Regions from separate parts of the Mus musculus genome. Here regions 2, 3, 4, 5, 6 and 7 are each linked to region 1. Evidence: chromatin contacts called from public ChIA-PET, HiChIP or PLAC-seq and Micro-C data. All regions are on one chromosome and are shown on one strand. The core of a region is the stretch at or near the end of the contact, and the rest is flanking DNA. Distances in the headings are between cores, read along the strand shown. Region 1 holds the start of Pdcd4 (programmed cell death 4). Region 2 holds the start of Xpnpep1 (X-prolyl aminopeptidase (aminopeptidase P) 1, soluble). Region 3 holds the start of Add3 (adducin 3 (gamma)). Region 4 overlaps Add3 (adducin 3 (gamma)). Region 5 holds the start of 1700001K23Rik (RIKEN cDNA 1700001K23 gene). Region 6 holds the start of Mxi1 (MAX interactor 1, dimerization protein). Region 7 holds the start of Smndc1 (survival motor neuron domain containing 1).

What was found. Hi-C and Micro-C count contacts between places; a contact is called where the count stands out from the background. ChIA-PET counts read pairs in DNA pulled down with a chosen protein or histone mark. HiChIP or PLAC-seq counts read pairs in DNA pulled down with a chosen protein or histone mark.
Region 2: a contact with region 1 is called in an H3K4me3 HiChIP or PLAC-seq map of bone marrow-derived macrophages, with 5 times the contacts expected there. The contact joins the promoter of Xpnpep1 here to the promoter of Pdcd4 in region 1. A contact is called at or near these places in 2 of 484 Hi-C or Micro-C datasets (B cells and CD4 T cells), 3 of 115 datasets of contacts at active chromatin or transcription factors (bone marrow-derived macrophages, memory CD8 T cells and pancreatic cancer cells) and 2 of 9 other capture datasets (adipose tissue and liver).
Region 3: a contact with region 1 is called in an RNA polymerase II ChIA-PET map of memory CD8 T cells, with 77 read pairs. The contact joins the promoter of Add3 here to the promoter of Pdcd4 in region 1. A contact is called at or near these places in 1 of 39 promoter capture datasets (pre-B cells), 2 of 115 datasets of contacts at active chromatin or transcription factors (memory CD8 T cells and microglia) and 2 of 9 other capture datasets (adipose tissue and liver).
Region 4: a contact with region 1 is called in an RNA polymerase II ChIA-PET map of memory CD8 T cells, with 288 read pairs. The contact joins the enhancer-like site here to the promoter of Pdcd4 in region 1. A contact is called at or near these places in 9 of 484 Hi-C or Micro-C datasets (CD4 T cells, CD8 T cells, effector CD8 T cells and 2 more), 5 of 115 datasets of contacts at active chromatin or transcription factors (effector CD8 T cells, memory CD8 T cells, pancreatic cancer cells and 2 more) and 1 of 9 other capture datasets (liver).
Region 5: a contact with region 1 is called in a Micro-C map of embryonic stem cells, with 4 times the contacts expected there. The contact joins the promoter of 1700001K23Rik here to the promoter of Pdcd4 in region 1. A contact is called at or near these places in 1 of 39 promoter capture datasets (pre-B cells), 1 of 484 Hi-C or Micro-C datasets (embryonic stem cells) and 1 of 115 datasets of contacts at active chromatin or transcription factors (memory CD8 T cells).
Region 6: an RNA polymerase II ChIA-PET map of memory CD8 T cells shows a contact between it and region 1, with 67 read pairs. The contact joins the promoter of Mxi1 here to the promoter of Pdcd4 in region 1. A contact is called at or near these places in 2 of 39 promoter capture datasets (cranial neural crest and pre-B cells), 2 of 484 Hi-C or Micro-C datasets (CD4 T cells and hematopoietic stem and progenitor cells), 6 of 115 datasets of contacts at active chromatin or transcription factors (effector CD8 T cells, large pre-B cells, memory CD8 T cells and 3 more) and 1 of 9 other capture datasets (liver).
Region 7: a FOXA1 HiChIP or PLAC-seq map of pancreatic cancer cells shows a contact between it and region 1. The contact joins the promoter of Smndc1 here to the promoter of Pdcd4 in region 1. A contact is called at or near these places in 11 of 39 promoter capture datasets (the 3T3-L1 cell line, the C10 cell line, the HPC-7 cell line and 6 more), 20 of 484 Hi-C or Micro-C datasets (the AML12 cell line, B cells, CD4 T cells and 13 more), 8 of 115 datasets of contacts at active chromatin or transcription factors (CD8 T cells, acute myeloid leukemia, double positive thymocytes and 5 more) and 2 of 9 other capture datasets (adipose tissue and liver).

Annotation. Positions count from the first base shown.
Region 1 is chr19:53,901,309-53,905,480 of GRCm38.p6, reverse strand. It overlaps Pdcd4 (programmed cell death 4), which reads right to left and starts at 2,130. Exons shown (of 12, transcript NM_001168491.1): 1 at 1,993-2,130. Gm30990 (basic salivary proline-rich protein 2-like) reads left to right here and starts at 877. Exons shown (of 8, transcript XM_030251154.1): 1 at 877-898; 2 at 1,409-4,172. The coding sequence starts at 877. The coding sequence ends at 2,610.
Region 2 is chr19:53,036,106-53,040,277 of GRCm38.p6, reverse strand. It overlaps Xpnpep1 (X-prolyl aminopeptidase (aminopeptidase P) 1, soluble), which reads left to right and starts at 1,708. Exons shown (of 20, transcript NM_001374834.1): 1 at 1,708-1,764.
Region 3 is chr19:53,140,712-53,144,883 of GRCm38.p6, reverse strand. It overlaps Add3 (adducin 3 (gamma)), which reads right to left and starts at 2,128. Exons shown (of 15, transcript NM_001277100.1): 1 at 1,795-2,128.
Region 4 is chr19:53,187,448-53,191,619 of GRCm38.p6, reverse strand. All of the region lies in intron 1 of Add3 (adducin 3 (gamma)), which reads right to left. Among named protein-coding and RNA genes, the nearest start is that of Gm52402, 19 kb to the left of the region's middle. Within about 2 kb of position 1,744, at least 34 of the 459 cell types and tissues checked have an H3K27ac peak or open chromatin away from gene starts, as enhancers often do. A contact at or near this core is called in CD8 T cells, memory CD8 T cells and regulatory T cells, where this site is marked.
Region 5 is chr19:53,252,994-53,257,165 of GRCm38.p6, reverse strand. It overlaps 1700001K23Rik (RIKEN cDNA 1700001K23 gene), which reads left to right and starts at 1,961. Exons shown (of 3, transcript NR_036590.1): 1 at 1,961-2,084.
Region 6 is chr19:53,308,171-53,312,342 of GRCm38.p6, reverse strand. Mxi1 (MAX interactor 1, dimerization protein) reads right to left here and starts at 1,837. Exons shown (of 6, transcript NM_001008542.3): 1 at 1,370-1,837. The coding sequence starts at 1,643. The region is part of intron 2 of Gm30541 (a long non-coding RNA gene); the gene reads left to right.
Region 7 is chr19:53,388,896-53,393,067 of GRCm38.p6, reverse strand. Smndc1 (survival motor neuron domain containing 1) reads left to right here and starts at 2,434. Exons shown (of 6, transcript NM_172429.3): 1 at 2,434-2,652; 2 at 3,646-3,765. The coding sequence starts at 3,646.

The sequences.
Region 1 (4,172 bases), core at 881-3,380:
CATCTGTCTAATAATGGGGGAAATATAAGTAGTGCTTATCAAGCCCTTTGACATTCACAGTGAACTAATTGTGTAAGCATTATTTCATGAGCTTCACGTATTCCCTTTGCACACAACTCAAGAGGTTTAGAAGGAAAGGATGTTCTCTGCAAGGTTGTTCACACTGGGTGAACGACCACGAGAACCCAGACGCTGTACATTCAGTACATGAGCTTAGAGTGCCTTACAAGGAAGTCCTTCTTAGGGTTAACAAAAAGCAGCTTTTAACAACGTGGACTTGTACACCAACTGTTAAAACTGCTTTCCAATCACTAAAGATATGATACTGAAAACAGCTATCAGGAAATAACTATCACATGATATGATGTTTTATTAATTATAACAACCAAAAAATAGTTCTATCTCCAGACCATAACAACTGGATCAAGCAGTCAAGACGCAGACACACCCATAGCTTCACAGCTGTTCTAAAGGACAGTATGTGACACTCTCTTCAGTGGGCTTTTTTTTTTCTTTTAATTTAACGATCCTTAAAATACTTACCTCAACCTTAGGCAAAACAACAGCAACAACAACAACAAAAAAATCTAAATTCCATTTGCTCCACACTAATCTATACAAAATCATTTCCCATGGGGTAAGGGGAAGCTATGTATACAGCTAAAAACGATTAAGCTGAAATTAACTGTTATCCAGTGCATTTCCTAAATGCCCGATAAATTACTTTGACATTTTGGAAGTCAAGTTTAGACCACATGTTAACTAGAAAATGACCTTAATTCTTCCCTGGGATGCAGTCACATTAATTAGCAACTTGCATTCTGCTAAGAGCACTCTACAACAATAACGCAAAAGCAACCACTACTGAGAGCAACCATGTACATTTATTTTTGCAGCCGTAACAAGTATTTTATTTTCCTCTACTCTTACCACGAGATAGATATAGATATATAGATAGATATCGCACGCATATTATGGATATAAATACGAGCACGAATATATATGCTAGGGCCTTCCCCTAAAATTTCAAACTCTTAAATCAAGAGTATTACAGCTGTGAAGCTATCAAAATGTCTTAAACGCAGCTCGTAGGCCTCACACCCACCCCTCACCCAGGCCCGGAGCCGCATTTTGAATCATTCATAGCAGGTAGTCGACTACAGAGGCTGGTTTACAGAGCCAGTTCCCAAGGAGGGGCTCGGGGAAGATAGGCGAGACCTACATCTGCAGTTCTGAGGCTGTTCAGGGAAAGCAAAAACAAAAAACCAAAACCAAAAACCAAAAAGCACGCCCTCTACGTACATTACAGTAGCGGACAGCCACGGGCAGCAGACACAGCATGCGTTCACAGAGAGGGGGCTCCCTTCTCGGCTTTGTTTTCTCTAGGTTGTATTGTACTTTTTTTAAGGGACCCTGTACAGGAGACTGCAAGGAGGAGTTGGCACAGGGCCGGGAGGGCAGCTGTCCCCGCCCCGTGCCCGCACCGACCGACGCCTGTCCCGCAGGACCCCAACCCTCCGGCAGCGGGCAGGGCCGGCCGAGGCGGACCAGGCCTCGGTTCGGGGCACCGACCCCTCACCGGATCTCCGTCCGGACGACACCCCTCTCCTACCGTCCCGTCCCCCGCGTCCAACTGCGTCGGACCGGGCGCCCGGAGGCTCCTCTCACCGCGAGCGCACGCAGCCACGCACGCCCGGCCGCCGGGGATGGGGCTGCGGAGGAGGGGGCGGGCCCGTGCTGCAGCTCCCCGGCCCGACCGACCCGGCCTCGGAGAGCGAGCACCGGCAGCTCCCCGCAGCCCCGGGCGTTGGGCGAGCGCCGGTGGCCGGAGGGCTCCAGGGCCAGCGTGGACAGGGACCGAGCGTCCCGACCCCCGCGGCGAGGCCTCCACGCCCCCTCCCCCTCCCAACGTGCGGCAGCCTCCGCCGACCCGGGCCTAAGGGACGAGGACGCCGCCCGCCCGAGCGTGCGAGCCGCGCCCACAGTACTGACCCCCTCGGGCCGCCGCCGCTCGCCCGGGTCTCCGGTCCGCCGGGCCCCGACCCCGTTCCTCAGCCTCCGCCGCCGCTGCCTCGGAGCGCCTCTGGCCCCGCTCGCTCTGTTTGTTTTTGTTTTGTTCTACCCAGTAACACGGGGGCGACGGCGTGGCGTCTATTGGCCGAGAGGAGGACGTCCCGCAGCCAATCGTGGCGGCCGAGCTGCAGCCGAGGCGGCGAGGCAGAGCTAGGGGAAGTGAGACGTGGAAATAGGGGCGGGGCTCAGGGGGGCGGGGCGCCGTCGGCGCATGCGCGCTGGGCTTGGGACCCGCTCGGCCACCAGCCAGAGTGGGGGTTAAGTGCAGAGGGCCGGGTTGTGAAAGCGGGCGGAGGGCTGTGCCGGGCTGGGGGCTGGGGGCTGGGGCGCGGCTCGTGGACCAGACCGGCCAGTCCTCTCTACAGGGCGTCTCAGCCCAATTCTAGGGCGGTTGTGGATTTCCTGAGGTCCCCACTATTTCTGGGCGTCTGGGAGAATCTGCAACCACTACTTAACTTCTGCCCGCTGGTCCTTGCTCTCGCGTGGCTCCTGCCGTGTGTCCACGTGCTCAGGAAGTTTCTCGCAGGAAAAGCCTAACCCCTTTGAGATAAAAATCGCTCCCTTTTCCCAGATAAAGAGATACAAAAACTGAAGTCCCTTTGCTAACCAGCCAGGCCACTATGGTGCTTGCATTCTTTCCAAAGCTGGGTTTCTCAACCATGGCTATGGTTTGTGTATTGAATCAGCCCTCTCTAGCTGTCTTCTGTGACGTTTCCTTCTGGCTGCCATCTCTAGCCTTCATTTTGTCTCGGATGTTATCGCCTGAGATAATGTGCAGCACCGTATGTTCTTCCTGTGCACCTGGAAAGTGACTGACCTGCTTTCTCTGGCCATGTTTACCTTTAGTCTGAATGGCAATACCAGAATGTTTCCCTTGGTCTTTTCAGAACTGAACTGCTCGATAGCAACCACCATCCCCTAACGTGGGCCTTTCTACCCCGGCTCTTACTGCCTGGTGTTATCTAATGTTCTTCACACACACACACACACACACACACACACACACACACACACCTTCACAAGCTCCCCACTGCCTCCCTGGAGTGCCTGCTTCTCAGCAGACACCCTAGAGCCCACAGTGCGACTTATAGGCTTCAAGGCTATGTCTGCACACCCTAACCCCTGGATACCCGTCCTCCTGAACCCACTTGGACAGCTCACTGCTCCGCATCCTCCCTTGTGTCTTGCCAGGTCTTTTATCATATCATCTCGAAATGTCTCTCCTAGATGGCCTCTCTGCCTGGTACATCTTATCCAAGTCTCTCAGCCTCCCTCAGTCTTTATCAAGTCTCATGCCAGTATGATCCATTTTCTGAAACCTGATTCCGCGGAGCACCAGCCAGTCTGCAGGGACTGAGGACATTCTGCCCGGCATTGTTTCATCTGAGTCCCAGTCCTGGCTTGTCCCACAAGCCCCGTGTCTCACTCACCCTTAGTATGGTGAGCTTGAGAGGTGCTTTGTAGATATATTATACCCATGTAATAAGTACGCCTTGTGCGAGCTCACAGAGAATCCCAAAAGTCAGTAGTCATCACCGGCTCTTGCTCGGGACTTCCTCACATGGCCAGCATCTAAAGCGTCACTTGGCACATGCTACTACATCCAGGCTTTATAAGGCAACTATCCCAAAATCAGGAGATAAGAATAAACAACTCCCATTTTTAAAAGGGAATCTTGGACCTTTAAAAGAGTCTGTTTAGGAAATCTGCCCCCTGGGAAAATATTGTCTAATTGCTCCCTGGGGGGGAAAAAGGCCTAGTAGAGAATAAAACATTCAAATCCCTTCTGCTAACCATCTCCACCCTCACCCTGATACCTGAAATTCCCAAACACACCTTAGTATGTGGTTGACCAGTTTGGACAAAATAGGAATGATGTTCTTGTCCCAGCTGCTTAGTCTCTCTCTATAACAACCCCACTCTCTCCTCAAGACTTGTTTCTTTACCAGTAAAATTCAGAAGTACATGAATTTTTGTAGTACTTTAATAGGCATCCTGAAAAAAAAATGTAGGGGAGAAACTGTTTCATGGCCACGTCTTGGAAAGAACACCTTTCAACCAAGTTACATTTTCCTTTACTCCTAACTCTTTGGCAACTT
Region 2 (4,172 bases), core at 459-2,958, 860 kb after region 1:
AGTGCCAGGTGTTGTCCTAAGCACTAGGGACATAACAATGAACAAGAGAGCCACTGTGCCGGAGAAGTGTGCAATCTGGGGACATTTATTTCAGCAGCAAACACGTGAGGATGACTGTCAGCTTCTGCCCATTAAAAAAAAAGATTTTATTATATATATATATATATATATATATATATATATATATATATATATATACACACTGTAGCTATCTTCAGACACACCAGATGAGGGCATCAGATTTCATTACAGATGGTTGTGAGCCATCATGTGGTTGCTGGGATTTGAACTCATGACCTCTGGAAGAGCGGTCAGTGCTCTTAACCGCTGAGCCATCTCTCTAGCCCTCCTGCCCATTTTTAAGCAACAGAAACAACTCTTGCTCTGATGGCTATAGTATGTGTGCAGGGTAGAGAGACTATCCTCAGAAGATGAACTCCGGTGAACAACAGTAGAAGCTGTGGGAAAGGGGCCCGGATGGGTCCAAGCGGTTTACAGCTTTAAGCAGGTTTCATCGAGGAGGTGACACTTGACGGGACTGTGAGTGTCAAAGATAGGGAAGGCCAGCTTAGGTGGAGTGAGGTGACCTGTGAGCTGTGATTAAGAAGAGTCACTCCAAATGAAATGGGGACTGCTTAGTTTCTTTTCCCGTCGTTGTGATAAAACATTCTGGCGAAAGGAATTTGAGGGGTAAAGGACTTCTTCGGCTTCCAGTTTCCGTTCATCTAGTCAGGGAGCCAGGCCTTACATCGGTAGTCAAGAGGCGAGAGTAATATATTCATGCTCGTCTTCAGCTCATTTCCATTGATTTTATACAGTCTAGAATCCTCTACCTAGGGAGTGGTTCTGCCCGTCTTAAATAACACAAGACAACCCTCCAGCCAGGCCCAGGGGCTTTTTCTCCCAGGCGATTCTAGAATGGTCAAGTGGACACCTCAGGGTAGGTTCGGTCTGGCTTCTATGCAGGCGTCACACAGGTGAGGTGGAAGTGATGCACCCCAGATAGGTGACGTGATGGAAGTGGGTGGGGCTACGGATCTACTTTGAAGCCAGGACCAAGCGGATCTTGGGCAGATGGGGCATGGACCGGGGAATAAGGCAGATATTACGTCAAGATTTTTGCCCTTAAAACATGGAATAGCCACCGACTGAGATGAAAAAGCCCTACGTGAAGAATGTTTTTGTTTGTACATAGGGTTAGGAGCTAGGTTTGGACGCTTTAACGCCCGATCGTTAGCCCAAGTGAGCAGTAAGTTTTGAAGCTGTTGGGAATAATCATTTGGAAGACATCTCTAAGGTCTCAGCAAGTTATATCCTGATCCAGTCAGTGTCTCCAGGACCCTAAAATAGGTTCTTGCAGAGCTGGCCACGACTCTCTCGTCTTAGCTGACCTAAAAGCTGGAACAAACCGGAGAAGCATGCAGCTTCCTTAGCTGGCAAAACGCCTGTCCTTCCTCTTAAATGGAGAGGAAGATCAGTGACGACTGACCGGCGCCTCTCCCAATTGGTTGCACAGAACACCACACCCTCTCCAAGCAACAGCCCAAAGGTTTTGGAATTCTGACACTCGGCCACGCCCACTCCGGTGAACGGGCGGGGTTTACAGCGGGGCGGAGCCTCTGCGTGAGCACGCCACAGAGGGGAGGAGTGGCCTGCCCGGTGCGCGCGCCTGGCCGTGGGTGATCAGCTGGTCTGCGCTCCCCTGACGTGGGCTGGGGCACGTCACCGCCGAATGGCAGCCTCCAGAAAGCCGCCGCGAGTAAGGTGAGGGGACTGTGCCGGCTGACCGGCATCCGGCGCCCGGCGCGCGAGCTGCACCCCCGGGAGGGTAGGGACGAGAGGGCGAGCAGCGACGGGCCCGCGGCCGTCCGGGGATGGCCTTGGCTAGCGGGGGTTGCCCCAGCGGGAACCGGGGAACGATCTGTGCAGCCCGGCAGGACTCAGCTCGCTTCCGGCGGGGCCCCCGGGCACCTCCGGGCGGCCGGAGCCGGTCCAGGGACCAGTGTGACCGAGGAACTGCCTCGCTGGTCCCGGGAAAGCGGTGATCCTTACCACCCCCGACCCTGAGGGGAGGCCCTGCTGTTGCAGGAAGTTGGTCCCTCTTGGATCCACCCCGGGTACCCAGAAGTGATTGTGCCCCTGCCCTTTTCCTTCCTCCACGGCGGCGATCTAAAGTTACAACCCTGATCATTCTGATGACTGCATTTTACCTCTTGATTCAAACTCCCAACAGAGACAGGCAGCCGTTGTGCCCTCCCCACCCAAATGGTCTCAGGGGCTGTATCAGGAAACAGATAGGCATAGCCTTCCGGAAAATCCTCCTGGAGCCTGCTCTGGGTTCTTCTTGGACACAGGAAGTGAGAAGACACTTCCCAGACTCATGTTGAACATGCTTTAGTGTATCCCTTCTGCACCCGAACCAGGCACACTTGGTTATTTAAAGTGGGAGATGCTAAGAACATAAAACCAGAATTAAAACTCTGAGGGGATGCACAGGGGCGTACCCATCCTCTCAGACCAGTTGAGTCTTGAAAGAACACATGAGGCACCGCAGCCCGACTTGTGAAATTCCGACCATATTATGCCTGTTTCTGTGAGTGGACAGATCTCAAGCCTACCTTGACCCAGACCTGGTCTTGTCACAGCGTGTTAAGTGTGACCAAGAAGTTTATATATGCACGATGGTGGGTGGTGTGGGTAATTGTCCATGTGGTTAGACCTTCCTGGACGTCTTCTGCTGGAAATAAAGTCAGGCAATTGGATAATGATGTAATGTCAAAGGTTCGGAGGCAGCTTGAGGACCACACCACAGTCGTTGCTGGATCCTGGATCCGTAGTCACAGTATTGGGGGTGGTCAGTGAACGTCAGATGGTAGGCTGAGAGGGAGGGTGCCTTCCGGAAGTGGTAGAATTTCAGTGCCATCCAGTGTACAGATGAGGACCCCTTTCAGTTTAGAAGGTCAAACTGAACTCCTTGAAGGAGGCAAATGGAGGCTGGTGGCTGTTAGTGAAGCCAAAGATAGTCGAACCAATCCTGGCACCAGACTTGTCTTCCCCGTCTCACTTCTAGCTCCAGTTGTGTTCAGCTCTCGCTTGGGCAGACTTTTTCCTTCCCGCAGGTGGTGAGAGTTCTAGGCTGACAGTCACTAGAAACAGCCTTATGGTGCGGCTGGAGCAGAGGTCTTAGATCTCCTTCTCACTGAACTCACTTGATGGTTCATGCTATCTGAACTGGTCGTTAGGACCAGAGGGGTGTATTTACCAAGCTTGCATCCATGATGCGCATGGGTTCATGTGATAACAGCAGGTGATAGGTACTTACACCAAACCCTTGGACCGAAATGGGTATGGGGATTGTCATTGTCAGAGCAAAGTGGTGGTTGTCACGTCAAGAGCGGTGGGTTCTGGGTAGTGGAGGACATCTTTGCCTACTTCCCCACCCTAAGAACCCGTCCCATTTATCTCATTTCACTGAATACCATTTAGCACTTGGTTCTTTTTTTTTTTTTAAAGATCTACTTATTTATTATTATATCTAAGTACACTGTAGCTGTCTTCAGACACCCCAGAAGAGGCATCAGATCTCATTATGGATGATTGTGAGCCACCATGTGGTTGCCGGGATTTGAACTCAGGACCTTCGGAAGAGCCAGTCAGTGCTCTTAACCGCTGAGCCATCTCTCCAGCCCCAGCACTTGGTTCTTATGTGGCCTCAGCGTGAGCACTAGAGATATGTGATTCTTATCCCATACTGGGACTAGAGTTTGGGTGCACACAGGGAGTGCTCTGCACAACCCATTCCCACTTATGTACCTTTGGCTTCTCATGATGCGGAGAAGGTCTAGGCTTCAGAAGTTCTTGGAAGGGATAGAACACTGGGTGGGAGGTGGGGGGGGGGAGAGGAGGGCTGGACTCGCCATCTTGTACTCCCTTGTTAACTGAATCCTTGAATGGCGTTAATGGTCCCTGAGGTGTATAACTGTCATTGATGGTTCCGGCATTTTTATCCCCAAATTCTTTTTTAGATTATTTGTGTATGTGAGTGCTTGCCCAAGGTTTATGTGCACCGCATGTGTGCAGTTGCCCTTGGAGGCCCGAAGAGGGCTTTGGATCCACTAGGCCGGAAGTCACAGCTAGTTGTGGGGGTGCAGAGAACCAATCCAGCTCCTCTG
Region 3 (4,172 bases), core at 879-3,378, 760 kb after region 1:
ATGTCAGCTATCTATAATAATTCTAAGCATAGCTTTGAGGAGCTTCTAATTTATAACATCTCTTTGCTATCATATAACTTGCTACCAACCAGAGTGCTGAAGCAAGTTATAAAAAGCACTGCACATCACTGAGCAAAAAATCACATTCATTACTGAAAAATATAATTGATAAAAAGATAAGCAAGAGTAAAGTATACAGTATTAGCTTCTCAGGCATCTTTAACCACTGACTACACATTATATTCTGAAAGTCATGTAAAATCTTTTCAGGGGTCATGCAATCACCCGTCACCTTCCAAAACTACCAAACACTTCCTAATATCCCATATGCAAAAGTGTTTCACTGTATTAACATCTCTTAACCAAGTATCTACAGAGCTCCTTAAATTATGTTTAGCATCCTAGATAGGTAATAAATTGCTGGGGAGTTTTCCTTTAAAGCAACTATTACCAACATGCTGACACTCCTGGGTCAATTTAATGAGGTGGGGGAACTGTAGAAAAGTGTCCGGCCACTACTCATAACTACAGTTAATCTGATCAATTTTAGGAAAAAAAAAAGTTACCCTGCAAGTTAAGTCCGACACAAAGGAGATTTAGCTATAACATCTTCCAGAAGTGCTCGAAAAGAAACAATTCTATCAATGAGTCAGCCTTGTACCTTAAATACACAGGTCATTCTACTGGTCAAGTAACTTCATTTTAAAAGGACATATTACACTGTACTCTTACTAGAAGTCTGCCAAAACCCAAATCAGTACATGTTCAGCACACTGAGGATGGAGTCCATTCTAAGAAAGGCAATCATTTCATACTGCTAACTCTAAAATTTCTATAATTTTATAAATCACTGTAAAGAACTCACACATGTTTATGTAGCTCATCCCAAGCCCCAGAGTCTTATCAATTCCTTCCTGAGCCTGGCTCCTAATCCTCACTCAAAGCCTCTTGGCTGAGCTAAATCCCACACCACTCTAGCAAAGTCAATTCCAAGAGCACATGTGCCAAGGATATTTAGTGGTTTTCCTTACACTCCCACTTTAAACGGGCATCTACTTGCAATTAAATCTCTGCAACAAAAAAAGTTCACCTGAGGCCATTCTTGTCATTTTAATAGAGGCCTGGTTTAATAGTGGCCTTGCCTCAGCTATTACATACCTCCAAAGAGGTTGGAAGTGCCCCAAACACCAGCAAACCAAATCTGCTGCCAACTGGGCTGTCACCCCGCAAGGAAGAATAAAGTATCAGGAATGCTTGAAAGGTTATAGTGTGTGTGTGTGTGTGTGTGTGTGTGTGTGTGTGTGTGCGCGCGCGCGCGCGTGCTCGTGCGCACTTTTAGTGTGTGTGTGCTGGGGAGGGTCACACTGATTAGATAAAGTGGTTGAACAATTTCAACTTGTGACTGAAGTTTCTTAAGCCACGAGGGGGTAAAAAAAAAAGAAGAAGAAAAAAGAAAACAACAAATCAACACGGTCTTCTTCCACCTTCTCCAAGCGCGGGAACCTCCCACCGTCCCCGCGAGCACCTTCGGGGTCAGCAAGGCTCCCCGCAGAACAGGATTTTGCAATCCCACGCCCTCGCTGGGGGAAGCCGGGGACGCCCGGGTGAGTCCCGGCCCACTCTGCGGCGCCGCACCCCGACTCCTCGCCCCCAGGTCTGCACTCCTCGGCCCCGTGGGGCTCGCGTTCCCGCCCCGAGCACGGTTCACCTGAGGCCGCGCGGCCAGCCAGTCCGAAGCCCCCTCGGCGTGGGAAGCGCGGCGGGACCCCGGGCCCTCCGCTCCCGCAGGATTACCTCGCAGCGCAGCCGGCTTTGTGCCCACTCCTTCGCCACCGCCGGGCTGCAGCGGCCGCCCGGTCCGCCGCAGCCGCCTCTTAACGTCGCTCGCTCGGTTCCCGAGGAGAGGGCCGGGAAGGGAGGGGGCGTGGAGACGCAGGACCTGGACGCCGAGCCCTCGGCAGCGGGAAGTGGCGACACCTGGTCGCCGACGCGTCTAGCTCTCGCTGCTTCAAAACATCATTTAAAGCCCTTTCCTCTCCCTCCAGCCCCTCGCCCGCACGACCGTTACCGGCGGGCGCCTCGCGCTCTGGCGGGACCAGCCGAACTCCCCACGAACGCCCTCTGGCCCGCCCCTTGGGCTCCGCCTCCACAGGGTCCAGGACTCCGCCCCCTACAGGCTTAGTCTCGCTTAGCACCCCGAAGGCCCCGCCCCACAGGCCTGAACGCCTTGGCCCCGCCTACCACAGGCCACGCCTCAGGGCTCTTGATTCCGCCCTCTACAGGCTTGACCCTTCTAGTACCCCAGCTTCAAGGCCCCGCCCCATGGCCCGAGAGCTCTAGCCCCGCCTCTTATAGGCCACGCCCCAGCAGCCTTCACTCCGCCCAGTACGGGCTGGGCCCTCGTAGCTCAAAAGCGTGCCCCTGGTTCCGCCCTTCGCCAGCCCAGCGTTTTTGCTCCGCTCCTAATAGGCCACGCCCCCAACAGGCTCTCGCAGGTCCAGGCCCCGCCTCTGCTGCCCCTTGAGATCTCTGGCCCCGCCCCTCGAGGCCCCCCTTCGAGCTGCAAGCTCCGTATCCGTGCAGCTGCGGCAGTGGGGGCCTACGTGCTCCGCAGGCGGAGGGCCTGTTGCAGGGCGCCTGCCTGGCGCCTCTGCAAGGTCTTCCTCCCTCAGTGCAGCTCCGATCCGCTGCCGGAGAAGGAAACGACCCCGAGAGAAACCCGATTGAGAGTGGGAGGGTGACGCCACGGAAACATCTACCTCCCCAGTCCTAACGTGCTTCCCCCACCCAGTGAATCTCAGCTGAGCCGTAGCTTTCAGATTGAGCTTCTGTGGCCCACTGAGGCCGCTGGGTTTTTGGGGGGAGAGGCCACAATAGTTGGACTTCAGCTCGGCTCCCACAGGAGGGGGCCTCGATTTTCTCTTCAGCATATTTGCGTTTGGGGGAGCCTCCCGCCTTCACTCACTCCCACAGAGGGACGGGGCAAGGGCCTTTATATTCATTTGGACCAGCCCAAACTCTGCACTCCTACTTTGGCTAATTGCCTCTTAAACCTTCTGAGAGCTGACCTCTTGGGAGATGAAAAGTCTAGGCTCCGCCAGCAGCCTTCAAAATCTGTCTAAAGCCAGGCAAACTTTGCAACACTCATTTGCAGAGTCGGGGATCCCTCCACAGGTGACACTGGGCTGCCCACCCCCGCCTCCCAGACGGGTTTCTCACCCCAACCTATTCTCGAAATAGACCTCCAGGCACACGCTCGCTGCTCTCCTCTGCCACCCACGACTTGCACACCACTCCGGCACACATGCCCTCTCCACTGCACGAATTCACCCTCAAGCACACTCCTCCCAACACCATTCTAGTGATTCATGGTCCCTGGGGTTAACCCCACCCTAACACACACAGCAAACTTCATTTCCCCACCCTTATCTCCCGTCCTTTCCAAGGCACTGGCGACAGGCCACTTCATTTCCTTCCTCATCTGCAGGCTCTCTTCCCCCTCAAATACTTCGCGCCAGCCTCCTCATCTTCATCCCCTTTCCCAAAAAAAAATGTGCTAATTAAAATGTAGTTTCCTCTTCCCACATACGAAGTGTGGCAAATGAATAGCGTTCTTGGCAAACGCTGCAATTCATTTATCCTCCTTTTCTCTCTCCACTGGACTAAAGCTATAGAAATTTTAGTCTGCCACTATCACCCATTTGCTTTTTTTCTAAAAAGGAGAGAGAGACCATGTCTTCTTATTTTTAAACACTCAACATTCGTGGGGGAAGTCTTGCTAAGCTTTAAGGAGAAAAAACGGCATCTAGGAAGCGCTCAACCCATCATTTTATTTGCCATTTAAAAATATCTGCAGTGTTTGAGAGCGAGATTGGGAGTGGCTGTGTTTTCTGCATTTAAAAAGAAAAAGAAAAATGCTCTGCATGCATTAGGTTAGCCTTTTTTACGCATAGCAAGAGAGGAAAAAAAAGTACTGTAGCATCACATATCATATAATAGTCTCTCCACTACCCAGAACGTGTGTGTGCCAGACAGAACTGTAGACCCCAACCCACCTCCAAAGGACTGCAGATTCACATAACGTTTTAAGCATGGCTGATGGGGAGTGCATTTTGCCACCATTGCCTTTCCCACGCGTTATGAACAAAATGGGAAAGAGATGTGCTTACCTG
Region 4 (4,172 bases), core at 495-2,994, 710 kb after region 1:
CACACACACACTCCTAAACGTCCAATGTAAAAGCTCTCAGGAAATGGTACTTATACCACAATCACGCAGTAAAGCAAGTTTTTCTAGTTAGTTCAGACATTATTTGACATGCACATATATCTGTCATTTCAAAGATTAACATATTTACAGATCCAATCTTCTAGGGTAATGGTCAAGGAGTGGGACTTTCTTTCCTTCCGCTCATCAGCTTTGTGAATTTTAGTGAAAGCATCTTGAATGCCAGAGGGCTTAACAACCACAGTGTGGGATCATACAACTCAAAAGGGAGCCTACACTCAGGGTTGGAGAGATGGCTCAGTGTGTAAGAGGACCGGCTGGTCTTTCAGAGGACCTGGGTTCAATTCCCAGCACCCACATGGCAGTCCACAACTGTCCGTAACTCCAAGACCTAACACTCACACAGCCACACATGCAGGCAACCAGTAACACACATAAGACAAAAGTTCAAAAGAAAAGAAGCCTATGCCCTCTCTCTGCCCTTCAACTCTCACTTTATCTTAAAGGTTTGTCATTTAAATCTTGTAACATACCATTGCTATATTATATTTTCATGTATAAAATAAATTAATTTTCAGTAGATAAAATGGCTATGACTAGTTATTATGAAAGTTAAAAGAAAAAGAGGCATAAAAACTAAAATATATTTTAGTTTTATTGTTGTTTTTGCTTTTTTTTGTTTTGTTTGTTTTAATGAAATGAGAACCCTGCTCTCTGACTGAATCTTAATCAAGGGCACTCACCTTTCTGTTGTTTACCACTCCAGGTCAGCTCGTAAGAGTTCAGGTATGCCCAACCCGGTACCCTCTCAAACATAATATACATGGGGCATTCATTCTGCCCCTGCAACCTGACCAGGGTCTGGTACCAGAACTCAAGCCAGCGTAATAAAGACATTGCCTCAACTCAAGTCCTGAAGCCTGGAGCTTTGTTTGTTAAATGAATGCACTTTAAATATGTGGTAGACTGAAAATAGAATACACTATCAAAAATAGGCCTTTTTCCTTCCCAGTAAATGTCATCTAATTGAAAACATACAGGGAGAAAGAGAATTATCTTTGCTCATGTGACATTACCTCTAGAAGTATGGTATAACCATTAGCGAAAACCTTTGTCTGGCAAGATCCAGCTCTGTGGGACGCTCAGCCTAGCTTACAATACCCAGGGGAAGGAACTCCCCCACCTACAAGATGGCTAAGGAGAGCTGGATCTGCGTAAGCTGCTTATCAGACTAAACTGTGACAGGCTATGGGCTGGCCTAACAGTAACAAGACTCTTCATGAAGGCCTTTGATAGGAAATCTAGAAATGTGTTTCCAGTAATTAGCTTACTATAATTTTTAATTTTATATCTATTACTTTGTTTTTATGTGTATGTGTTTGTATGTGTGTATGTACACATGTGTGCAGGTGCCTGTGGAGGACAGGTTTCTAAATCTCCTGAGCTGGAGTTACGAATGGTTGCCGTCAGCAGACTGGAACAGCCCAATCTGGTTGCTGGGAACCAAACTGAGGTCTTCTGGAAGAGCAGGACATGCTCTTAACTGTTGAGCCATATTCTAATTATATCTTTGCTATTTCATTGTAAAAACTAACTAAGGTGGAACACTCAGCGAGAAGGCCAGGTGCCAGCAGAAGATGAGACGTCAGAAGACAGCAGGGTGTAGTGACAGGCCTGGCACAGAAATGAGAACACAGGATGCCATCAGAGGAGTGCCACCAAAACAAGGGAGACTGTTGTGTGCCTCACATACAACCCTACAGCAGAGACTGGAACCAGAGAGGTTAAGCAAGCAGGGCTGTGCCACCAGTGGAATTGGATAAAAAAATCAGGCTGTGGGTAGGTGAGAGGTTTCTGCGGTGGAGGGCTTGGTATCCAGCCTCATGACTTGGGTTTGATTCCTAGGGCCCCAGGGCAGAAGGAGAGAACCAACTTCTACAAGTTACTCTCTGATCTTTGAAACCACCCCATAAAACCTGTAGTAGTAGTAGTAGTAATAGTAATAATAATAATAATAATATGGTAATAATAAATCATAGGCCATTTTTACAATAGGCCTATTTTATATTTAGACTCTTGATTAAAGAAAGCTCAGTTTGGGGGACAAACTGTACAAGAGACTTAGCTAAGGGAGTAAAATTCAAAAGGTACCCCAAGCCAACGTCTGATAGCGGTGAGCTCCAGGCAGGGGTCAGCTTCACAGAGCCGTCTTCGGTCAGTGGCTCCAGTCAGAGATGCTTCTGAACGGTGGGGGTGGGGGTGGGCGTGGGGGTGGGGGTGGGGGTGGGCGTGGGGGTGGGGGTGGGCTCAGGAGAAGCTTTGACTTTTCTCAGGGTTTCTGCTTCTCAAGAGGGGCCATACCACAAGGCAACCCTTGGTAACTTAGAAGACAAGTTACCCCTCTGAGCTTGTGAGTTAAAACTCCTGTCTGATAAAACCTCTGCTACATCCTCTAATTTCCCATCTGGGGAAGACAAAGGTTTTACTTACTCATCCTGTGAAGATGGGTTGCAAAGGACAGCAGCCACTCTACAGTGAGAAGCCTCAAGCTTCACCGCCCTCTGCTCACGTCCAGCATGGCACTCCTTACGTCTATTCACGCCTCTCCACTCACTGGCATATCTGATGCTGAGCAACTTGAAGGCAGGGCCACTTAGCACAAATACTCTGGATGCTACTGATGCCCTTTGCTTCTGTAATGCTCTGGTAGACTACTAATTGTTAAAAGAGAGAATCCAGGATTCAAAAGTAGGCAGGACATAATGACATGAACACCTTTAGTCAAGCACTTAGGAGGAAGAGGTAGGTTGATTCTGTGAGTTAGACAGCCTGGTCTATGTAGCACGTTTCAGGTCAGCCAGAGCTACACAATAAAATCCTGTCTCAAGACAAAACAAACACAAACCACTCAGAGGCTTTAAAATGTAGCAATTCTAAAAGAGGAAGTTAAGGATGAATGAAAGATGATCAATGTTTAAAATAGGCCATTTTTTCTGGACCATAACAAAACAAGCCTACCAAGGTAGACAGCAATATTTTGCAAATTATTAATTGTAGAGATTAGCTGTCATCCCCATTTTCAGACAAAAGTTAGACTAGTAAGATTGTACTATATCGCCAAGGTTGCCAAACCTGAGGTGCAACAACAAAGCAGGTTTTGGCTCTTTGAAAGCAATGACGACAAAGACTACAGAGGAAAAGAAGACAGGCCCGGCTGGAGAGAGAGCTCAGTAAGTAAGCTGCTAAGCTCTCCTCCAGCAGCAGCCTCAAGTTCAGGTCCATACCCATGCTACACGTACCTGGAAGTCCAGCTCCAAAGAGCCCAAGGCCCTCTTCTGGCCTCTGTATGCGCGCAAGCACACATTTTTTTTTTTAAGACAAAAAATAAAAGAGAAGAGCAAATAAATTATATACTGTTAAAAAATACCCCAAGATCATAGGTCTAGCGGCTTATTAACTTGTGAGGCTGAGTTGAAGTGTTTTTAAGTTCCAGTATTAAGAGACTTGCATGGCACGTACAAAGTCCTACATTAATTCCTACTGCACAAAATAAGTAAATTTATGAATAAAGTAAACAATAAGAATACAGAGTCTGGGATGTAGCTTAGTGAGAGAGTACTGGTCCAGGCTTTCTCAGGTTCAGAGTGGGATTCACTATCATTTTTGAGCTGGAGGGTCTCACCCTGTAGTCCTGGCTGATGTCCAAGTCTCTATGGGACCCAGACTGCAATGACTTCTTTATCCTTCTGCTTAAGTCTCCCAGGTGATGAGATAACAGACAAAACAGAACCACAAAAACAATTGCACCCGGCCGGCCGTGAACAGAGACCTGCCCCGCGCCTTTCTGTGGGACTCTAGTCAACCTTCTGTGAGGCACACTGCTAAAGTTCCAATACTGACAAGTCACCAAGCAGCGCCCTCCTTCCGATGCTGTCCTCAGGTGCTGATCTGTGCTCTTCTCCAGAGGACAGAGAGAGCTTAGACACTTTCTCACACCTCCACCCCCATTCTGCAGCCCATGCATAATTCTGTCTTCAGCTAAAAATATCCTGAGGTGTTTTCTCATTCTATAGCTGGTAGGTTTGTCAGCTACTGGGCAAACTGGCAGCATGAGAGGAAAAGAAATCAAAACAAAAATGTTTTATAAACATAGC
Region 5 (4,172 bases), core at 712-3,211, 650 kb after region 1:
CAGGGCTCATGGCTGTCCTATCTCTACTCTGCTGGACTTGGCTCTGTCCCCATAAGAGGGAGGAGGGCCTTGCCCTCTTATACCTTTGGGCTCAGCATCAGTCTGCTCTGCTGACCCTATAGGCTTCCATGCTCCCAGTAGCCATAATGAGGAGCTGGGGGCTTTTCTAAGCCAGGGGTTAACGGAGGCAACTATGGGTAACACAAGACACAGAGGTACGGCTGGGGGTGACTCCACACCCGTGTGATCTGTGTGTTAGAAGCACTCATTCACCTTCATATGCTCATTTCTCTCTGGTGGCAGAATGGCCTTGGCTTAGGGAGTCAAAGCAGTGCGTTCTTGGAGACGCTCTGTTTTCCACTGAGGATGAGGAGGGGGTCTTGGGCTGATGTGGATAATGTGCTGCTCGGTCACTGGCTATGACCTTGAGCAAGCGCTTCCTCTTCTCCAGAGCTCCACTTTCCTCATTCTATGAATCCAGCCCCACCATGGATACCAGATACACAGCCAACACCCACGACTCAGAAGAGATCCCGCCTAGTGCCTTCCCTCCACTGTGCTGTCACCTCACGGCTGTCACTAATTGGCGGTCTGAATGAGAATGGCCCCAGGGGCTCATACTTGTAAATCCTTAGTCAGGACACACTGGCTCTATTTGAAAGGATTAAAAGGATTAGGAGGTGTGGTCTTGGAGGAAGTGTGTCACTGGAGGCGGGCTTGAATTTCATGTCTTTCTTTCTGCCTAAAAGATCAGGACAGAGCTTTCAGCTACTGCTCCAGCACGGCTTGCATGCTGCCAGGCTCTCCACCAGGACAGTGGACTAGAACTGTGAGACTGTGGGCGAGACCCAGTTAAATCCTTTCTTTCATAGAAATTGCCTTGGTCATGGTGCCATTTCCCAGCAATCGAACGCCAACTAAGACAGACCCTAATCCTTTGACACTCTTCTCTCCCAAGGTAAAAATTAACATGTCTAGGGGGACTAGGTGGCTTGCTTATCTTTCCTCTCCTTTTCCTGTCCCCCCCCCCACCTTGAGGTGGGACCCTCGCTATCTTGACTAGATTGGTTTCCAGCTTCTAGGCTCAACTTATCCTCCCACCCGAGTCTTTTCGGTAGCAGGGTCTACAGGTGTGCATTGCTACAGCCAGCTCAAGGTCTTGTCATGGAAGCCCAGGATAGCCTCCTGAATGCTGGATTACAGGTGTGTACTACTTAGCTAGTGGCTCATTTTTGAAGGCTAAAACCCGGCTGAAGTGAAGGCACATGGCAGCTGCCCAGGTGCTACGGTTTCCATTTTGTTCTTGAGTTACTCTGTGCACAACCTTGTCACAAGGACACTAGAGAAGACCAGGAAAAGTCCACACAGGGGACACCTCATGTCCACCATCAGCTACTACCCACAATGCTCACGCCTAGCCAGATCCTCTGATGGCTCTGTACCCACAATGCTCAAGTCCGGCCAGATTCTCAGATGGCTCTGGCTGACATCCTAGCTGCAACTTCTTCCGAGACTCCAAGCAACGTTCTTGACTTTCAACCTCGTAGACATTGATATAGTAGCAAATGTTCATTGTCTTACTCTATGTGTGCACAAGTGTGTCTGTGGGGACTGCACATGCATGTGAGTGAATCGCTGAGGGTGGAAGAGCCTGGAGTTACAGGCTGATGTGATCTGCTTGTAGGTGCTGGGAACCAAAAAGATCTCAAAGAGTGACAGGTACTCTTAACTACAGAGCCATCTCTCCAGCCCCCTTCAGTGCGTCGTTTTAAGCATCTGCATCTTGGAGTGATTTATTACCTAGCATTAGGTACCCACTGCCTTCCAAAAAGGTTTTGAACCCACATGTAGTTAAAAGTGTAACAGGATGGAACGCTGGGGTAAGATCTGAAAGATGACTGATGTCATAAATGGTGGGTCAGCCCAGGTGTTCTAGGGTATCCCTATAACCCCAAGGGGTGGAGACAGGAACAGCATAAATATACAACTGGATGGTAGATGTGGGTCTGCTGTGCCAGAAGATGAAGATGAAACAGCTGTAAGCTACTGGAAGCTGGGACAGCCACGTGACCCACGGCCTCTGGGTGAGCAGCACCGCACCACACAGTAGGAAGGCTGATACCTTGAAACTCTCTACCTACTCAGGTCACATGAAACATCTCTGAGAGGGCAAACACAGCCATGCCAATGGCTCACTTCCATAGTGAACATTTTCTGACAGTTTTCAGAGACTGTAGGCATTACAAAGGCGGTACTGTGTCATGAAGACATCACTTTTAACATAGGTAGCAGATAGAAAACAGTAAGAATAAACAAGGGTTAGTTGTGATGGGTGCCTCCCCACCCCCAGGCTTATTCTGCTTCTTACTGAACACCCCAGGTGATGTCCGCCCTGTCTCTGGAAAGTTCACGCACATGCAAACACATGATATAAACCGTCGCCGTTCACTACTAGATGGTGGTTTCTCTCTACTGTGAAGTTTACCAGTTGGCAATGATGTGACGTATGCAGTATCTTTTAGTTAGCTCAAGTTTTGAATTTCCCCCATCACATGGTCTTCCCCCATCACACATTCTTTTTGAGACAGTGTTGCTCGGCAGCCCTGTCTGGTACCCTGCAGGCCACCCTGGCTCCTAACTTGTCGTCATCCTTTGGTTTCAGGCTCATGACTGAGGTTACAGGTGTGAGTCCCCAGGCTGCTTCATCTTTCCCAGTTTCATTTTTTTGTTGTTGGTGTTGTTCAATGTTCAGAAACAGAGTCAAGGATTAAGTCACACATTCTACCACCAAGAAAGCACCTGTGTGTGTGTGTGTGTGTGTGTGTGTGTGTGTGTGTGTGTGTGTTTGTGTGTGTAGTCAGGATCTCCCTATAGCTCTAGCTGTCCTTGAACTCACTATGTAGACCAGGCTGGCCTCAAGCTCACAGATAGCTACCTGAGAGTACTGAGTTGAAAGGCATGGCAGCACATTGTTAATGACATACTGTTTGGGTGGCTTTTTTCTTGTTGTTGTTTTTTTTTTCCCTTATACATATAAATGTGTGTAATATGTTAAATTTCAAGACAAATCTGGCACCAGATGGTAGGAAAAACTTTTTAATTTTTCCCCCTTATACAACCATTAGACTGTGATATATATACAGGTGTTGTGTTTAAAAAGCATAGATGGGGGGTGGGCATAGTGTACACACCTTTAATCCCAGCACTTTGGAGGCAGAGGCAGGCAGAGCTGAGTTTGAGGACAGAATGGTCTATATAGTGAGTCCCAAGACAGCTAAGGCTGTACAGAGACTGTGTCAAAAACAGAAAAGCAAAGAAACCAAAACCCAACCCTTCCCCCAACAAAACCCAATAAAAGAAAACAAATTTAAAACAAAGGCAGTGGTATACCTAGCTGTCTGGTAACACAGGCCTGTGATCACACCACCTTGGAAATGGAGGAAGATCTGGAGGTTAAGGTTGTTCTCAGCTGTGGATCTTAGGCTACTCTGGGTTCTACAACACTCAAACCCAAAACCAAAACAGGAGGAGGAGGAGGAGGGGAAGGGGGACCAGCAAGCAGATAGCAGGAGGACGGAGGGAGAGGCAGCCAGCCGCATCAGCAGTCAGCCCGGGACTGATGGGGACCTGCCTTTCTGTTCCTTTTCCAGACTGCCATCAGTCTGCATTAGCTGGTCACCAGAGCATCTCCAGGATGGAAACCAAACAGAGGCATATGAGCCTGTTCATAAGACTTCTTTTAAAGAAATGTTATTTTAATTATAATTGTGAAAATGTCTTTGGCTTATCTACATGCTATTAACATATGAGCAAGGTGAACCGTGCTTATAGGATGTGAGTGATGAAAAGACAGCCTATTCTTGGCCAAGCCTAGCTGAGTCTTTGTCTGGAGCTGAAGTCACAGGTGCTGACTGAGGACAGGTAACTATGGCCCATAAGTACTGCTCAAGTTTAGCAAAGTCTTACTTTAAATTCTTATTTTTTGGGTGGCTACTTTATTATAACAACTTTAATAAAAAGAACTTGCAAATAAAAACCATCACACGGTGAAGGTAATCAGACCCAAAGTCTATACACACCAGTGAACTGCTATCTTGTTAGAGTTTACTTACATCTTTGCTTTTGAGCCAGGACTTCACCTGCCTAGGCTGGACTTGAACTTGACATCCTCT
Region 6 (4,172 bases), core at 588-3,087, 590 kb after region 1:
GGGGGGGGTCTTGCAAGACCTGACACGTTGCAATCGGGTCTCTCTCCCATTGATCTCCTACTTGTTCTGACAGATTACACATCTCGTTTTTCTCTTCTCCGTGAGTCTTTCTCTCCCTTGGCCCGATCTTCCTTCTCACAGCTATTATTCTGATGGTGCTGGAGACGCAGCACACGCTTGCCCCCGTTAGGGTGCTGCTGAGTCGAATGCCTGGCGAGAGCTGGGGGTTCCAATGGGCAGGGACAAAAATGAAACAAATACAGAGAGGAAGCCCAGGCCCGGGTGGGGTTCCTAGCATCGGTCTCCACCTGGGGGGGAGTGCGGGGGGGGTGGGGGTGGACGGAACCCTGTAAGGCGTTTGCCTTGCTCGTCCTGTGCGTCTCTGAAAATAAAGAAAATGGACACAACCGCCCACACCTTTTCCCCCAACTATTGTTTCTGCGGAATCCTAAAGTTTGCTTTTAGCCACGTCCCCCTCGCCAAGTCCCCCCCTCCCTACCCCAGCGCGCGCAGGACCGCAGGTCCAGGGAGGGCTGCCGGCGCTGCCTGGTTCCTCTGGCCTGTTTCTTTGAGGGGACCAGAGGCCGTGGCATCCCAGAGGCAAGGAGGCACAGGGGAACTGTGTCTGTGGACACGATGGCCTGAGCCTAGTCCTGCTGTGGAAGGAAGGAGAAACGAAGTAGGCAGGAAGAAGAGCCGGAGTCCACGGCGCGGAGAGCTGTTCGGTGGTGGCGGTTGTTATTGTTGTAATGTGTGTCTGTGTTTTCTTTCTGGAAGCCCTGAGCTCTGCAAACGGTTTCCAACTTTCAGCTTCTCATCCCCACCCAACCCTGGAACGAGCGACAAAAACAGAAACAAAACAAAACAAAAAAATAAAAACAAAACAAAACAAAAAAAAAAAAACCAAAACCATAAGCCAAACCAAAACACTTGTCTGCCGGAGTAGGCTCCGGAAAGAAAAAGGAGGAAAAAAAAAAAAAAAAGGGAAGAAAGGCGACCTCGGAGAGACGAGCTCGCAGCCTCTCAGCCCAGTTGTCAGCAAACAACAACACTCCCCCACTCCTCGGCCAGGCCGTCCTCCGGGCCTGCTGGAGACCGACAGACCAAGGCACCGACAGGCTCCCTCTCCCCTTCGCTGTCTTTGTTACATCTTTAGCAGCTTTGTGCGTGCGTGCGTGTCCTTTCTCCGGTGTCATCGGCTTTACTGCCGAGGGTACGTGTGTGTGTGTGTGTGTGTGTGTGTGTGTGTGTGTGTGTGTGTGTTTGTTGCGGGGGGGCGGCGGCGAACCGAGTAAGCGACAGGGGTCGCACAAGGGGGTGAGAAAGAAAGAGCTGGACGCAGGCGAGCAGTCGGGGCCCCCAAACTTACTTTTGTTTTCTTTCTCGATCTGCTCCAGGTAGCTGGCTGCCTCGAGCAGAATCTGCACGTTCTGCAGAAAAGTGTTGATGTGCTTCTCCATCGAGTTCTCGCTGGTGTTGAAAATGTCCGAGAAGGGGCACCGGGGCTTGGCCCCCGCCGGCTCCTCCGGCTGCGCCGGGGGCTGGGGCGCGGCCGCGGCCGGGGGCATGGCCGGGGGCGCGACGGGGACCAGCCCCGCGCCCTCGCAGCGCGCCTCCTTGCGCGGCCGCCCGCGTTTGCCCATGGAGGCACGGGGGTCCGCGGAGCTGCTCCTTGTCCGGGGCTGCGCGGCCGGCCGAGCTGCAGGGCCTCTGGGAGACCCGGCCTGCTGGAGTCACCGAGGCACCGGGGCAAGGAGCCGGCCTGACTGACTTCCCGAGCCTCGCTGCGTGCGGTTGTGAGTGTGAGTGTGTGTCGCTCTCGCTGTGTGGGTCTGTGTGTATGGGAGATTGAATGAACCTACAGGACGGACGGAGGCGCTGTGGCGCCTGGGTCCTAGTGCGAGCCCGATGCCATCTGACCGGTCAAAATAAATGGTGGCGGCTAGGGAGGCAGGGCCCGCCCCCTGCCTATCCAGCACCCTTCCCCGCCTCTCCGCAAATCCTAGCTGCGTAGACAGCACTGTGCTTTAATAAGAATGGGAAAAAAAAAAAAAAAAACCCTCGGATGTCTCTAGGTGGACCTGGATAAAAACAATTTTTCTTTACAGAAAAATAAATTCAGCACAATGCCTGGCACATAGGAGGTCCCCAATAAATGATAGCTGCTAGGCATTTTTTAAAAAAATAAAAAAGACCTTATTTCAAAATCAAACAATAAAAGCCCAATTCTGACGGGAAGAATAGAAACATCACATGTAACTAGAAACTCCTCCCAACACAAACATTTTACACATGACCCCTCACACGCTCGAACACACACACACACACACACACACACACACCTGTGTGTACCTTCACACAAGCAGAGGAAGTCTCCAGGCTACCCTGTCCGGGTTCAGATTTACCGACTCCTTTGCAACCCTTCAAATGCAAAGTTATTTTCCAGGAAGCGGGAGGAGATGTGAGCATCTCTCCACACTCACTCAGTCCAGCTGTGCAAAGCTCACAGCAGGGCGTCACTACAACTGCCTGCCCTTTCACTTGACAGAGTGCCCCCTAGATAGAAGTGGCAACCTAGGAACCTCTTCTTCCCTCCTTCCCTCACTCCCCACTCCCACACCTGGAGTCTTTATCCCCTACTCCCTCCAACAGTTTCACTGCTGCCACTGGGAGCCACCAGGCCTGCCTGACCAGAGTGTGGGAGACACCTGGATAGCCTGGTAAAGAAGGCTTGGAGTTCTCGGCCTACTCAAGCAGACTGAACAAATCAAATCCTCTAACCCTTCCTGGTCAAAATTTGCACATCCCTGAAACCTCTGAGAAGATGCTTTCGTGAACTAAGTCAAAACTACACCTAGAACATCTTGGGCACATACTAAGAATTTTTGTTTTGTTTTGTTCCTGAAGATCAAAGCTTTGTGCCTGCTGGGCAAGTGTTCTCACACTGGGCTACAATGGCAGCCCCTCTGTGAGAACTTTCTCAGTTGGAACCTAGGTCCCCTTTGCTGCTGTAACTTGAATCTAAGTCAGAATGAATGAGGTAAACAAGACTTTTCTGCACTTCACTGGAAAACAGTTCTAAAAGGAATCTACCCAGACTGACCTCGTAAGGGGACCTGGACTTGTGCTGCCCCCTGTCCTCACCAGCCCAGAGACACTTCCCTATACTTTTGTCACAAAGACTGAAAATGGAAACTTTGTTAACAAAGAATATTTTCTTTGCAAAATGCTCTTTAACATTTACAGCTCATGTGTATACCCCCCACTCCCCCCCCCACACACACATAGACCTGCAAGAAGGCCTTTGTGTGCTTTCAAAAATATTATAAAACTAGGCTGTGAATATAACAGAGTGGTAGGGCAGCTTACCTGCCCAGCGTGCACAAAGCCCTGAGTTCATCCCAGGAACACATGCACACGTTTAAACATAAATAGGGGAAGAGGTAGCTCAGAGGCTAAGGGCACTGGTTGTTCTTCCAGAGGACCCAGCTTCAATTCCCAGCTCACAACCGTCTGTAACTGAAGTTCCAGGGGACCAGACACCCCTTTCTAACCTCTGCAGACACTAGGCACATGTGGTGTAAAGACAGACATGCATGCAGGCAAAACACCCAAATAGATTTTTAAAAGTTCATAAATAAATTAAAAATATAGGCCATGGGCTAGAGAGATAGCCCAGCAGCTCAGAGCACTTGCTGTTCTTGCAAAAGGCCCACGTTCAGCTTAGCATCCTCATCAGACAACTCATGTAACTTCAGTTTCAAGGGATCCAACACTGCCTCCATAGGCACTGGCACACATATGGTGGACACATATACATTCAACTACACATTCAACATATACATAAAATGAAATAAATCTTTTAAAAAGATATATGCTCAGGTGACATGGTTCAGCAGGTAGAGTCACTTGCAGCCAAGCCTGATGACCTAACTTCCGCCCTTGGAGTCCACACAATGGAAGGGGAGAGATTTCTCACACAAGTGTGCCATAGCACAAGTAATGCATATGTTGCCAGGTGGTGGTGGCACACAACTTTAGTCCCAGCACTTGGTAGGCAAAGGCAACAGATCTCTGAGTTTAAGGCCAGCCTGGTCTACAGAGCGAATTCCAGGACAATTAGGGCTACACAAGAGAAACCCTGTCTTTAAACGCTCAAAACAAACAAACCA
Region 7 (4,172 bases), core at 1,185-3,684, 510 kb after region 1:
CCCGTACCCCAGAGTTACTCCCTAGCTACTTCCTAGCAACAGCCAGTCAAGATTAGTCTGATTGTTTGCGATGTACTTTCAGACCCTCTGTGATTGTTCATGGTTTTGCTTCAGAGCACCCACCTGTCAGCTTACAATAGTTATTCAGTGAGATGCTTGGCAGGCTGTAACCCCTCTCACTTGCTCGACATTTCCTATAAAACCTTGTCCCACTGAGGGCTTAAGGCTGCTTCACCCTCTGGTCCTACTGTGACAGGGTCTGCAGTGAGTGAGCCAGAACTGGAGCTTGAATGAGAGACCCTAGTGCAACTGCATTGGAGTCGGCTCCTTGGTGGTCTTTTGGGACACATGCACACACATACATGTGCATACACATGCACACAGGCATGAAACCATTCGAAATCTATTTTGCAAGGCTATAAGTAATTTCTCCATATTTTCATTTTGAAAATTATCAAAATGAAATTACAGGGAATTAAGAGATTTGTACCATGAACTGTTACACGTTCTCCATTAAATTCAATATCTGCTTGCATTTACTTGCCAGCACATCTATTGGAATCTACTAGCCTTGTGGGTCTGAGCAACTACTAGATCCTTGGACTTCCATTTACAGCTGACCATTGTTGGGGAGCTGGACTCCAGACTGTAAGTTGTCATAACAAATTTCCTTATTTCATAGAGTTCTGTGACTCTAGAGAAGTCTGACTAATACAAAGATCCAATCAACATTTACATACTTCATTATCATTTCTCCTTTTGCTTGTTTGGATCTTGAGATAGGCACTTGCTATTAGACCTGGAAGGCCTGGAGTACACTAGTCCAGGCACTTTTTAAATTTCAGTTGATTTTCCTCCCTCTGCCTCTGGTGTACTTGAGACCAAACCTTCAGGGTTCGGACTCCATCTTAGAGAACCTGACCTAAGGTTAAACTCAAGTAAACTAACAGGCCAGTATCTAGCACCAGTTTCCAGGCTACGCCCCCCCCTCCCCCCAACAAGTCCTGTGCCTAACACCAGTTTCCAGGTTACCTCACAACAAAACCTACATCCAACACCAGTTTCCAGGTTATTTCCTAACAAATCTACAACCCTGCGTTTGCACCCCCGGCCCCCAGTTCTCTTGCATCAGAGAGGGTGGTGAGGCCCAAGCTCGAGCTTGAACAAAAGAACCTAGTTCAATTGCATCAGAATCAGCTCCCTGGTGGTTTTTTTTTTGGGGGGGGGCTCATGAACATTTCCTGGCACAACAGAGACTACACACAGGCACCACCATACCCATCTTTTTAATCTTCTAATCCAAAACAGTCCTTACTCCTTTTAATAGCATTGCTTCCTTCTTTGTTGCTGTGATAAAACACCATGACCAAGGCAGCTTAACGATTTTATTTTAGCTTATGGCTCCGGAGTGAGTCTATAATGGCCGGGCAGGGGCAGCAGCAGGCCAAGGACATGATGGCTGAAGTATTTTGTTGTGAGCCGGCATCAAACTGCACATACAGCGCCGAGAGCTCAAATTTAAGTGGTGTGTGTGTCTTTAACCTCTCCAATCTGCACAAGGCAGGGAACACCTCTAAACTACTCCAAATGGCCAAGACGAAGGGAGGTATTTCTCATTAAAATTACATTACTCTTGAATTATTTAAGTCAAAAAAAAATCGCACATTCTGGATGGGTGTTTCTTTCCTCACGGACATTCAACACGTTATGCTTATTATTTCCTTTAAACTCAAAAGGGCTTTGATTATACTTCCTCAGAGGTGACAGTCACTTCATGTTGACTGTCACTCGGTCATAAACATGCATAAAGTAAGGTTGTCTCACAACTAGTGATGCTGAAGTTGATCGCTGGGTGAGCGATTGCCAGCTTTGACTCTAAACATCCTACCTTTCTCTATTTTCTTACATCACATGGCTTTTACCTACCATGGGTGATGCCTAAGCACCTCAAATGGTCACCGTTCCACTTCTATCACTCTATCTTTATTGGCTATATTTATTTTCTAAACAACAAAAAACTTCCCTTCTCTTGACTTCAAGGTCTCGCTCTGTAGCCTTGGCTGGCCTGGAACTCGCTATGCGGGCTCAGACTCAGATCCGCCGCCGCCATCTGCCTCCCTGTGGGACACAAGGCACCCGCCATCACTCCCAGCCCGTTCCCGGTACTAAATCTCATCAGGGCTGGGCAGAAAGGCTCGCGAGTTTACGCCGCAGGGAACCGGAGGACAACACCCACCACAGAGAACCACTCGCTGCCGCTCCCAGCACGAGGCGGAACTGACGTAAAACGAACATGCCCTCTGCCCCCGGCGCGGCCCAGACACGTCACTTCCTGCCCATCAGACCACACCCGCTCCGCCTTCCGAGGCTGCAATCGCAGGCTGCTGAGAGGGCGGCGAGGGTCATGTGACCCGGGCGCCATCTTTTCCACGAGAGTCCGTAGGTCTCGCGAGATCTCGCTCGCCTTGTCTCTCTCTCCTCCTGCCCGAGGCCGGCTTCTCTCCCCTCCCCCTCGCTGGCGGACTTTCTCCTTTTCCGACCGAGGCTCGTCGCGGCGGAAAATCTTTCCCGGCTGCAGCCGCCCCTGACGCCGCTCGCCTCGCCTCGCCTCCCCGACCCCTGCCCGCCGTCCCGACCCCAGCCCCACCCAAGGTAACGAGCCCCTGAGGGAGAGTCAGGCCTCCTCGGGCCTCGGGCTGGAGTGGAGGTGGAGGCGGAGGCCGGAAGCGAGGGCGCCGGCGTCAGAGCTGGGCCCGGCCAGGGCAGTGTGGGGAGGCAGCGGCTCTCGCACCCCCCAGTGGACGGCCCCGGCCTGCGTGGGGGCTTCCGGGACGAGGCGGCGAACGTGGCCGTCTGGGGGAAGCCTCTGTGAGGGTGCGGGGCTCGGCGGTTTCCATGGACGCGGAGGTCTGCGTTCCCTGGTGGGAGATGGTGGACCGGGGCTCCAGCGGGCTCGGGGAAGCCCGCGCGCGGACGGGAAGACTCGGCCGGGGTTCCAGGCTTCCGGTGGGCCGGAATGTCCCGGAGGTGTCCCCCGAGGACCCGTATGTTTGCCCCGCGGCCGCCCAGAGGGGCTTCTGGACCCCTGGCGACGCCGAGCTGCGTTGGGCGAGAGGCGGGTTTCTAGGATGACCTCCGTGTGAAGGAAGAGTGAGCGCTCCGAGCGGTTCCCTCCACCGGAGAGAAAGGCGAGGAAACGCCGAAGGTGTAGTTAACCGAAAACCGCTTCCTCTGACTGGGGGGAAGAACCCGTCCGTGCGAATTTTAATTTCTCTTGATTTTTGACTTTCTCAGCTTTTGAAAAGTATGTCGCAGTCTTTATTGACATACACTGTCTTCCTATGATATATGATACTTAAAGAAGAAGCAGGGTTTTTTTTTTTTTTTCTTTTTTAATAGCATGATTTTTCCGGGGGAACTCTTTCTGTGTAGAATTGACCAGCCGTATCTGCAGTCTTTAGAATTTAATTGCCTTGAAGTTTGTGGATTAGTTAAATATGAATAAAGTTAAAATGGTGATGAACGGAACTTGAATTTTGTAGCAAGAGTGATTTAAATTAGACAGGTCAGAGGAAGTTTTTTTTTTGTTGTTGTTTTTTTGTAATTTGATATTTGACTTGCCTTATGGGCCTTTATTTTCCTCAGATGTCAGAGGATCTAGCAAAACAGTTGGCTAGCTACAAAGCTCAACTCCAGCAAGTAGAAGCTGCCCTTTCTGGAAATGGAGAAAATGAAGATCTATTGAAACTGAAGAAGGATTTGCAAGTAAGTACAGGTGGACACTTGGAGTTGAGGTTGTTTGAGAAGAGGATTTGTCTTTTTCAAAGTATGCATTCAAGACTCGTAGGCACGCAAAGCATCTGAGGAAGGCGCTCCCACGTGTATATGCTTGTTTGTACACAGGTACTGAGGCTTCTCACATTAGCTCCTCTTGGTGTACATCAGAAGGAACAAAACACTCGGTTTTGTAAATCCTGTGTGTACTTACAGGATTTCATGAGAAGAGGCGTTGCAACGGAATAAGCTTTTGTTTTAAAAGACTTGACAAGGAAACTTAGTTCAAAAGGTAACACTATTAAGGGAGGAATATACAATCTGACTAAGATCCTTCTTATGACACAAAATTATCTGAAGATTAAATTCAGCCTTATTTTTCAAAGCTAATGGGGTCT